3 separate regions of the Triticum aestivum genome follow, and all the other regions are linked to region 1. Evidence: chromatin contacts called from public Hi-C data. All regions are on one chromosome and are shown on one strand. The core of a region is the stretch at or near the end of the contact, and the rest is flanking DNA. Distances in the headings are between cores, read along the strand shown. Region 1 has its middle 29 kb from the start of LOC123085417. Region 2 holds the start of LOC123085418 (AT-hook motif nuclear-localized protein 19). Region 3 has its middle 74 kb from the start of LOC123085418.

Evidence for each region. A called contact is a pair of places that touch in the nucleus more often than the background predicts.
Region 2: a Hi-C map of leaf shows a contact between it and region 1, with 9 times the contacts expected there. The contact joins the promoter of LOC123085418 here to the enhancer-like site in region 1. A contact is called at or near these places in 3 of 5 Hi-C or Micro-C datasets (leaf and an unstated tissue) and 1 of 1 datasets of contacts at active chromatin or transcription factors (leaf).
Region 3: a contact with region 1 is called in a Hi-C map of leaf, with 6 times the contacts expected there. The contact joins two enhancer-like sites. A contact is called at or near these places in 2 of 5 Hi-C or Micro-C datasets (both in leaf).

The regions. Positions count from the first base shown.
Region 1 is chr4A:102,829,215-102,832,428 of IWGSC CS RefSeq v2.1, forward strand. No RefSeq gene overlaps it. Among protein-coding and RNA genes, the nearest start is that of LOC123085417, 29 kb to the left of the region's middle. Within about 2 kb of position 1,732, at least 2 of the 8 cell types and tissues checked have an H3K27ac peak or open chromatin away from gene starts, as enhancers often do. A contact at or near this core is called in leaf, where this site is marked.
Region 2 is chr4A:103,033,259-103,036,472 of IWGSC CS RefSeq v2.1, forward strand. It overlaps LOC123085418 (AT-hook motif nuclear-localized protein 19), which reads left to right and starts at 1,464. Exons shown (of 1, transcript XM_044507048.1): 1 at 1,464-2,895. The coding sequence starts at 1,835. The coding sequence ends at 2,605.
Region 3 is chr4A:102,958,708-102,961,921 of IWGSC CS RefSeq v2.1, forward strand. No RefSeq gene overlaps it. Among protein-coding and RNA genes, the nearest start is that of LOC123085418, 74 kb to the right of the region's middle. Within about 2 kb of position 1,719, at least 3 of the 8 cell types and tissues checked have an H3K27ac peak or open chromatin away from gene starts, as enhancers often do. A contact at or near this core is called in leaf, where this site is marked.

The DNA of each region.
Region 1 (3,214 bases), core at 482-2,981:
GCAATGGTCAGAAAAAGACTTGTGTGCATCCTAAAGCGCCGGCAAAAGTACTTCTCCGGATAGGTTGGCTTTGGGTCAAAGTAATCTCTCATGAACTTCGCATGACCCACTGCTCTATCATGGTTGATGTGTATGCAGCCAAACTGTGATCCTCTCCTCGGCCGCCGAACATCATCATTGAAAATCATGCCTAAAACGGTGTCAAAGTCATCGTCTTCTTCTTCCTCTTCGGATGACAACGAGTCCTCCAAAGCCATCTCCCTCAACCTCTTCATCTACAATTTAAACGGCTAGGTTCAATCCAAATGACTTGGTTCACAAAGAAACGATAAAAAAAACCACCTAGCCAATTCTTCGAACACTTGCGGTGCGGTGGTGGTGCATCGGCCGACCGGTGTCGTTTTAACCAAACAGATCGGTGGGGACAAGAGGGAATGACCTTCTGCGGTGTGCAATCAACGTGAGATGCGGCAGCCGACAAAAAAAGAAGAAGAAAAGAAGCAATCCGACGAATCAACAACAATGGCGACGGTTCACCTGATTCCGGCGACGGCGACATGGGTCGAACGGTCTCGACGTCGGGAAAAGGGCGGCGGAGGGTGGGGGAGGCAACGAGGTAGCGGTTGGGCTGGCGGGGGTCGCCAGGAGTAGTGCTGGCGAAAGTGCAGGGACGGGGGCGACACGAGGGAGAGGCACGGCTTTTACTCAGCTGCCGAGCGGTGGAGTAAATTTAAGAAAAAGTTTGGGGATAGAGTAAAAACTTTACTCACTTACGACAAATAAGGGGTCGGCTAGGTGCCGCTTAAAGGAGTAAAACATAAATTTTACTCCTCTAACGGGTTATAAGGGATTGGTTAGGAATATCCTGAGAGTCTGAACCTATGAATATTCAAAGATATAGTTTCTGACCTGAAATGATGTTTGTATCTTCCTTTCTATATGGAAAATGTCATGCTACTAGCCAGTAGCCACCTGGGCAATTTGGAGCACCAGAAACGATCAGATCTTCAAAGGAATCCAGCAAAAATATATATACTAGCTCAGGAAAAAATTCAAAGAAGAAATGTGTCTCCTTGTGCACAGAGCAAAAGGAAAACCTACGGGGACTTGCATTGGAATCATAGATAGAAACTTTCATTTACCTTGTTGTGCGTGGGCTTATGACCTTGCATTAGTCTTTTCCTTTAGCCAGCACTTTATGAAGAAGAAAATAGGCAGTAGGATGACCTACTGTCTTGCCTGAAAAAAAGAATGACCGGTCTGTTCAGGGAGCAGTTTGACAAAGACCTTGCAGAGGCCGCGGCTGACACCTTCATTTTTCTAGCAAAGCAAACCATCCGGCTCAAAACTTTTCTTGACAGTGTGCAAAACCGTCCCAGCTTTTGACAGTGTGTTACCGTGGCTTGATATATGACCACAGCCAGTAGCCACTTGTGGCTGTTCCTGATAGAGAGAAATCGAAACGAAAACGGAAGAGCTCAAAGCGCACAGACTAGAACAATGGACAGGTGCGATGCAGGAAGGAACAACCCGACAACGCATTTCAACGTTGCAATCCCCTTCACTTTCATAGAGATAGAGATAGAGATGGAGCCATCCAACTGCAAGTGGGGAGCAGCGGAGAAGAAGAAAGTCAAAGACACCAACTTCGATCGATCCATTTCCGTTCCATTGCGTGGCTCACGTTCGCTCAGGGCATTATCCCACGAGCTACCTGTCGTTGGCGGTGCTGACATGGCTGATCTGCCCTCTGCTGATATCTGTTTTCTAAAAGGATGTCAACCAAGGTTACCAAGGCAGAGCCAATCCTGGCCACAAGCTCTTCGGCGCCGCCAGTAATCTATATATATCCAGGCATATACGTACATGTGATAATGCGATTATTTATACACGGTCGGGCTGTAGTAGACGCTCCAAATTCAACGCCCGCTTCAGAACCGAGACGTGATCGGACCGTGCTCCGCTCTGGCTTCTCCGGATATTTGTCTCGGAGCCGCGCCGTCGGCTAAAAATATAAGACCTATCTGAAGCTAGGATTGCAACAGGAGTGCCAGTTTCCATTGTGGCTGCCTGTTTGTCGTTCATTGGGTGAGGTCAGATACCACGCTGAGTGGCCGCTCCAAGTCAAAGACTCCACGTCCGTATGAAAATCTGTTCAAATTTTGTTTAATGCATGACATGAAATGGTCCATACGGTGCAGCCTCGAATGCATGTGGGCAGGCAGACAGACAGAGACAGGGACTTGATTTCATCTTTACGTACGCGCGGTTGGATGATCTGACTTGAGTTGCTTGCATAGTTTGATGGATTAGATAGAGTAGGTTGGGCGGGAGTCTGCCGGCCGGTTGCAGTGGTCGCGTTCACGTCGGGGCCGGTAGGGTAACTTGAGGTGCAATCATATACTACGTCTGCCGCTGCACAACACACATTCATACGGCGGCAGGCAAATTAAGGCACGGGTCGGGGGCCGTGGCGAACCGGCAGCTCAAAGCTGGAGTATCTATATGTGCTTTGCGGCGGGGCGCCTCCGTCTCCGAGCAACACACACGCGTAAGGTTCTTTCTATTGCTCCGTCGGCAATGCGTTCGTCAAACTGCCTCGTGGTCTGGCCGCAAAGGTTTACTTCATTTGCAAGGGAAGCAACCAGACCGCTCTTTCGGCGTAGTAGATTGGCATGCAGGTTTGACAAGCCAAGGCGACAGCGGGGATGTCGGTGCGTTTTTTGGGGAATGTTTGAGGTCCCCCTCCGGCGCTCACGGTTCCATTCCACGTGGGTACTTAGTCAAGGGATGTAGTAGCAGACACCATGATTAAGAACTAAGTTTACGACTGATTCTTATACCTCATTAGAGCATTCACAGCCGGGCATCCCAAACCCGCCTCAAACACCTAAGCGGACGGCCTGATCATAAAAAAGTGACTCAGGTAGGCACGTCAAACGGGTCTCAAATGCTCGAGCTGACTGACACTGCTTATATCAGGCACTCAGATCCTCCAGGGCAGGATTATCGCGGACCTCCTGGGAGCCTTCCAATTTCCCTTTCCCCATCACCGGTCCGCCGTATTACGAGTCCTGCCGGGACCGATGTGCCCGCAGTTGGAAGAAGAGGATGAGGGCCGCTGACGCCCGACTTACTGCCGACATCAAGGCGGTTGATCCGGCGGTGCGCGCTGCCGCCGAGGAGGAAGCCATCCATGCCCGCATGGTAAAGA
Region 2 (3,214 bases), core at 214-2,713, 200 kb after region 1:
TGAGGTGTTGTCAAGCCGTCTCCCACTCTTGAAACCCTATGCCCCACAACGCCACCGCTCCTGCCAACGAGGTCATGGATCCCCTACTCCTCTGCATTCTGCTATGTTAGCGGGAGAGAGTGGGGACCTCAGATTTGCATTGTGGCACTATAGTTGGATTTCTTAGGATTAGAATTTCTTTCCCCAACACCATCGTTGTGGTGGTGACGGTGGCATCTTGGACAAGGTTCCCGACTCCTGGTGCATCTTGCAGACGGCAGTCTCATCGGTGTCGTAGAGGAGGGGAGGGGAATCGTCTGGTTGTTGTTCTTCAAGAGTGGTGGATCTGGTTGAGCCATATTATGTAGGTGGCCTTCGAGGATGTCTTCTGGTGGAGTGGACGGTGTCGTTTCTTGTATTAATCATGTGGCTCCTTCTCCGGCTGGCGACATTCGGACATTCAATTGTATTTCGAAGGTCCAGATGCGAAGGTGGTTGCGTGCCGCCTGCGAGTGCAGGAGGAAGACAGCGTTGATTTCTGCAAGGATTGGTATGTAATTTTTAGTTTTTGTAATGATGGTCTTATAAGGAAGCGATTCAGTGCCCATATGCATATGCACATGGGCGTGGACAGTAATTGTCTAAAATAGCAATAAAATCCAAAAAAACTGAAATTTGTTGGCATCCAAGATGCTTAAACGTGTGATGTGCATGCAAAAATTTATCATGTTTGGACATTCAGCGTGATCGTGATAAAAAAGACAAAAAAAATGGCTGGGAAAGAAACTTTAAAAAAGTACATTGTTTGGGCCCAATTTGTCTTTTTTGCCTATAGATCCTCGAATGCCGAAACATCATGAAAATTTACACGCTCCTTGCACACTCGATCATCGTCGATGCCTAAAAAATTCTGATTTTTTTGAATTTTGTTAGTATTTTTATGAATTTGCTGTTCATCAGGTGTAGATGAGCCCGGGCTCAGACTTGAATTACCAGTCTTATAAGGACTAGTCGATTCTAATATATGGCGTTTGCTATTTTCACAAGAGAGGTGTGATTTTCAAATTGAGCACATGCATGTAAAGTCGTATGTGTTGAACTTGAACACATCCTGCACACCAAAAAGCGGGAATCAACCATGGGTTGGCAGGGCAGGCAAAGAGGGAAGGGTCATTATGGACTCCGTCGTCTTCGTCATGGCATTCAAAAGAGGCACGTGCTTAAACAGCTCCGTGCTTCCGAAGGCCTCTCGGCGCGCAGCTGTTCCGTTTTCGTCCATTTGCACGACATTTTTTCAAAGCCCACCTGACCCGATCAGAAGGCCATGCCTCCCTCTCCTAAACACTGCTTAACGTGCGTACGCATGTGGCCACTGCCCACTGGCCGGGTCACACTAACTAACCGCGACGTACTACCAGTGCCGTTACATTTGCCACAGGGCCGTACCTTGCATATATACTGCCTCGGTACCCAGTCGGGAGCCAAGCGATGAGCGTCCCGTTTGATCGTAGCAGAGTGGTTTCGATTGTGCGAGTGCGACTACGACTGCTACCCCGCGCCCGCGCCGACGAGAGCGGAGAAGCGAAGCGAATTTCTAGAAGGAGCCGTAAATAAATACTCCTCCTCCTAGCCGGTGAGAGCAACGCCAACGCCCATAGTTCCGTCCCATACCATACAACCACTCGCTAGCAACCAGAAACTCACTGCCGCCGCCGCCGCCGCTTGCATTGGAGAAGCTCTTGCAGGAGCCTAAGGCTGTGTGTGCCATCTTCGTTCCTCGGCGACGACCGCGAAAATTGTAGGGCTGGCAGATTGGTGGCCGGCCGGCGCGGCGGCCGAAGCCCAAGCCGAGGAGATGGGGAGCATGGACGGCCACCCGCTCCAGGGCAACCACGCCTACGCCCACGTCCCTGCCGGCAGCAACAACGACGAGGACGACGCGTCGCCGCCGCCCTCGGCCGGCGGGGGCTCCTCGGGGTCGGGCCGCCGGCCGCGCGGCAGGCCCCCGGGGTCCAAGAACAAGCCCAAGCCGCCCGTGGTGGTGACGCGGGAGAGCCCCAACGCGATGCGCTCCCACGTGCTGGAGATCGCCAGCGGGGCCGACATCGTGGAGGCCATCGCGGCCTTCTCCCGCCGCAGGCAGCGCGGCGTCTCCGTCCTCAGCGGGAGCGGCGCCGTCACCAACGTCACGCTGCGCCAGCCCGCGGGGACCGGGGCGGCCGCCGTCGCCCTAAGGGGGCGCTTCGAGATACTCTCCCTGTCCGGCGCCTTCCTCCCGGCGCCGGCGCCGCCCGGGGCGACGGGGCTCGCCGTCTACCTCGCCGGCGGGCAGGGGCAGGTGGTCGGGGGCAGCGTGATGGGGGAGCTTCTCGCGTCCGGCCCCGTCATGGTGATCGCGGCCACGTTCGGCAACGCCACGTACGAGAGGCTGCCGCTGGATCAAGACGCCGAGGAGGGCGCCGTGCTGTCCGGGTCGGAGGGCGCCGCCACGCAGCTGGAGCAGCAGGGCAGCGGGGGCGCCGCCGTGCCCCCGCCGATGTACGCGGTGCCGCAGACGCCGCCTAGCGACGTGTTCGGGCAGTGGGGGCAGGCGGCCGTGGCGCGGCCTCCGCCGACGTCATTCTAGCGCTGCACCGGCGAGGTGAATCGCGCGCGCGGTTCCTCTACCTAGCTAGTTTAGCTTTCTGCTTCCTCCCTAGTTGTTTGCCTAGCTTCCATTATCTTGTTAATTAATGTGCTATGTCATGCATGGGTACTTGTATGATATTTTTTTTCCCTTTTTTGTTTTCATTCCTCTTCCGTCTTTGAAGCTTGGGAATGTGAAATTCCTACAGGTATCAACAACCCAACGAACAATGGTTGCTCGTCAATTAGCTTCTTATAATTTCCAATGATCAATTGGTGTTCGCCTCCTAATTTCCAATGATCGATTCTTATAATGCATTTAACTACTATAGATAGCATGTACAGTCCAGTTTCATAAGATCCAAGCTTCTTGAGGTATGTACGGCCATGCATGCTTGTATGGTTGTATGCTTGGTTTGGGATATGCAGGCTTCTGGTTACTCTCTCTCTCTCTCTCTCTTTGATTCCTCAATCCAGTGTCTCGGTTTACTTAATTTCACTAAAAGTATTTTAGAAGGTCTAGAGCCATAGTTTTATGAAAATTTGTTATTGAACACCGTGGCGAGATTTGATATCGGGTTCTTCAGATTAATTCAAGGGTTCAACAACG
Region 3 (3,214 bases), core at 469-2,968, 130 kb after region 1:
GGCTCCTCGCGCCTGGTACCAGCGCATCGCAGCATTTCTACATCAGCTTGGCTTCCGCTCCAGTCGCTCTGATGCTTCATTGTTTGTCTTTCACCAGGGCGATGCTACTGCCTTCTTGCTGCTCTACGTAGACGGCATCATCTTGACAGCATGCTCGACTGCTCTTCTTCGTCGGCTCACTGATTGTCTTCGTGATAAGTTTTCCATTAAGGACTTGGGTCCTCTCCATTATTTCCTCGGGATCGAGGTTATTCGCCGAGCAGATGGCATCTTCCTTCATCAGCAGAAGTACGCTCACGAGCTTCTTGACCGTGCAGGGATGCTTAACTGCAAACCCGCCACCACGCCTGTCGATACGAGGGCTAAGCTCTCTGTCACAGATGGTTCTCCAGCTTCGGATGCTCCTTTTTACCGGTCGGTTGTTGGTGCTCTTCAGTACCTCACCCTCACTCGCTCGGAGCTTCAGTACGACGTGTAGCAGGTGTGCCTCCATATGCATGCTCCTCGAGATGCCCACTGGACCTTGGTGAAGCGTATTCTTCGCTATATCCGCGACACTATGGGTCTCGGATTGACACTTCGGGCTTCGCCTTCTCTCGACCTGACTGCATACTCTGATGCTAACTGGGCCGGCTATCCTGATACGCGCCGTTCAACCTCTGGATATTGCGTCTATCTTGGACCACCACTCATCTCCTGGTTGTCCAAGCGCCAGCCTATGGTCTCTCGCTCCAGTGCTGAAGCAGAGTACCGCGCGGTTGCTAACGTCGTTGCAGAGTGTTATTGGCTTCGTCAGCTTCTTCACGAGCTCTTGTCCCCGGTTGACAAGGCCACCATTGTCTATTGTGACAACGTCTCCGCTGTCTACCTCTCCGCCAACCCGGTTCATCATCGACGCACCAAGCACATTGAGATTGACATCCATTTTGTTCGGGAGCAGGTGGCTCTTGGCCATGTACACGTGTTACATGTCCCCACTTCCCAACAGTTTGCTGACATCATGACCAAGGGCTTGCCTACTGCGTCCTTCGAGGAGTTTCGATCCAGTCTTTGCGTCGACCATGGTGCCGCTTCGACTGTGGGGGATGTTGAGATGTGATATTGCATGTGTATTTCTTGTACAACAAACCCTCCTTCTTTCTTATATAGTTGAAGACATGGCTCTCCTATGTACTTATATATACGTGCATATGCATCCAATCAATATATCATGAGTTGCACATATCTTCTACGGCAAGGAAAAGAGACACCTGTAAACGGCATCTCCATATTGTAGCCACTCGCCAATGTTAGGCTGTCCCGGTACCTTATTTGTATTTGGTGCCTTAATACTTTCCTTGGTCTCTCTGTCTTGTTTGTTCTGGTCTCTCTTTATAATGCCGTCGGAATGCAACCTGATCTGCTCGTGCTCTAATGGAGCACTACACGTTACACCGCCCCATCACACGGATCCATCATTTCTAGCTTAGCTGGTGGTTAAGAAAACAAGAGCGGCCCCGGCCCCATGGCTCGTGGACGATGTCGACTTGTATGAGTAGTTGTGCGCGCGCGATTCTTTCTCACCCTCCAAAATCAAACCCTTGATTACGGAGCAGCGAGTCAATGTCGAGACGTCACGTCAATGGGTGCCGATTTCTAAAGGGGGCGTCAGGATAGGGATCAGGTGCATGCAATGCGTTGCACTTGGCCCATTATTTCCGACTGCGGCCACACAGGTCGCCTCGCTTCCGTCGCTGTCGCCGATCGCAACGCTCCAACCATCGGAGTTTGGCCATGCCATGTACGTGCGACACCAACACGAAACCTAGCGGCCCTACCGTCATACCAACCCTAAGGCGGTAGGCCCTCGCTCGGTCGCTGGCCGCCTGCAGCGGCCTCGCTGCTGCCTCTGCTGGGAAATGTAGTGCTTGTTCATTTGTGGTAAAAGCAGCAACATCAGCGTCCGTGCTGATAGTACATAGTAGTACTCCGTATATGCGAGAGCAACTCTCTAGAAGAACTATCCATTTGGTGCGATACTCTGATGTAACCTGGGATTGGGTGTTCGATTTAAATAAGCTGACTGATTTCAATTCAAACCGGCTGGATTAATTACCTAACCAAATGGATGGCTGAAGTGTAGATGGAGCAGGATGACCGGTCAGTGTGTCTGTCCATCCCCAGTCATCTATTGCTTCAGCTGGTCTTTAAAAACGATGAACGACAAGAACAGGTGTGGCTGGCATTGGCAACACATAATAATAATAACGTCAAGGCAAACATGCACGTATGGCAGCAGCCAGAAGGCACTACTCTGTGCGTGTCCCCAGGGACGCAGTCCCTATCTTGTAAACATTAATTTTGGGCTTCTCTTGCCGGAAAGCGAGCTTTGTGGAACTGTTCCTGATTAAATGCCACAGGAAAATAACCAAGATAATAATATGGCCCTGTATATATTCATACAAAACAAAACACTAGAAGACATACTTGTAACTTGTAAGCTGCAGGTAGTATAAGCGTTCAGAGAAACTAGCTGCTTCTAAAGTGCAAGTTTTGCTTGCCCACAACACTCGTTCAGAAAGAGCATGGGTAGATGGAGGCATGGAGCCGCACCTTGCACGAATTGTGCCTAAAATAACCAATTTTCATTGGCTTAACCACATTTTATTTCGCTCCTTATATAATACTAGTACAAATGTCCGTGCGTTTCAATGGGCGAAAAATTTAAACATGGTCTAAATGGCATTACACAACACTTCTTATATCCAACTTTGGCTGATACCATCACACCGAATAGACGCGACGGTGCTCTTCTCCAAGTTTGTCAACAGGCCAGTAACCTCCCCAAAATTAGCTAGGATGGAAGTGAGCTGAGAGCTTCCCGGCCAAGCGCTCGACCTTCCCCATGCGCTACCTTGGCCTTCCGCTGTCGGTTTACCGACTCAGGAAGATTGACCTACAACACCTAGTGGACAAGGCCGCAGGAAAGGTTGTGCCTTGGCAATGCCGATTTATTACAGCGATTGGGCGCACGGAGCTGGTTAAATCTGTCCTCGTGTCCCAGGCAACCTTTCATGCTACTGCAGTTAAGCTACCAGAGAACACAATCGGCGCCCTCAAGAAGATTCAGAGGGCTTTTCTATGGGCGGGATCTGATAAAGTCTCCGGTGGGCAATGCAAGGTCAGTTGGAGGCTGGTATGCAGATCAAAGGGGCTTGGTGGCTTGGGTGTCCTT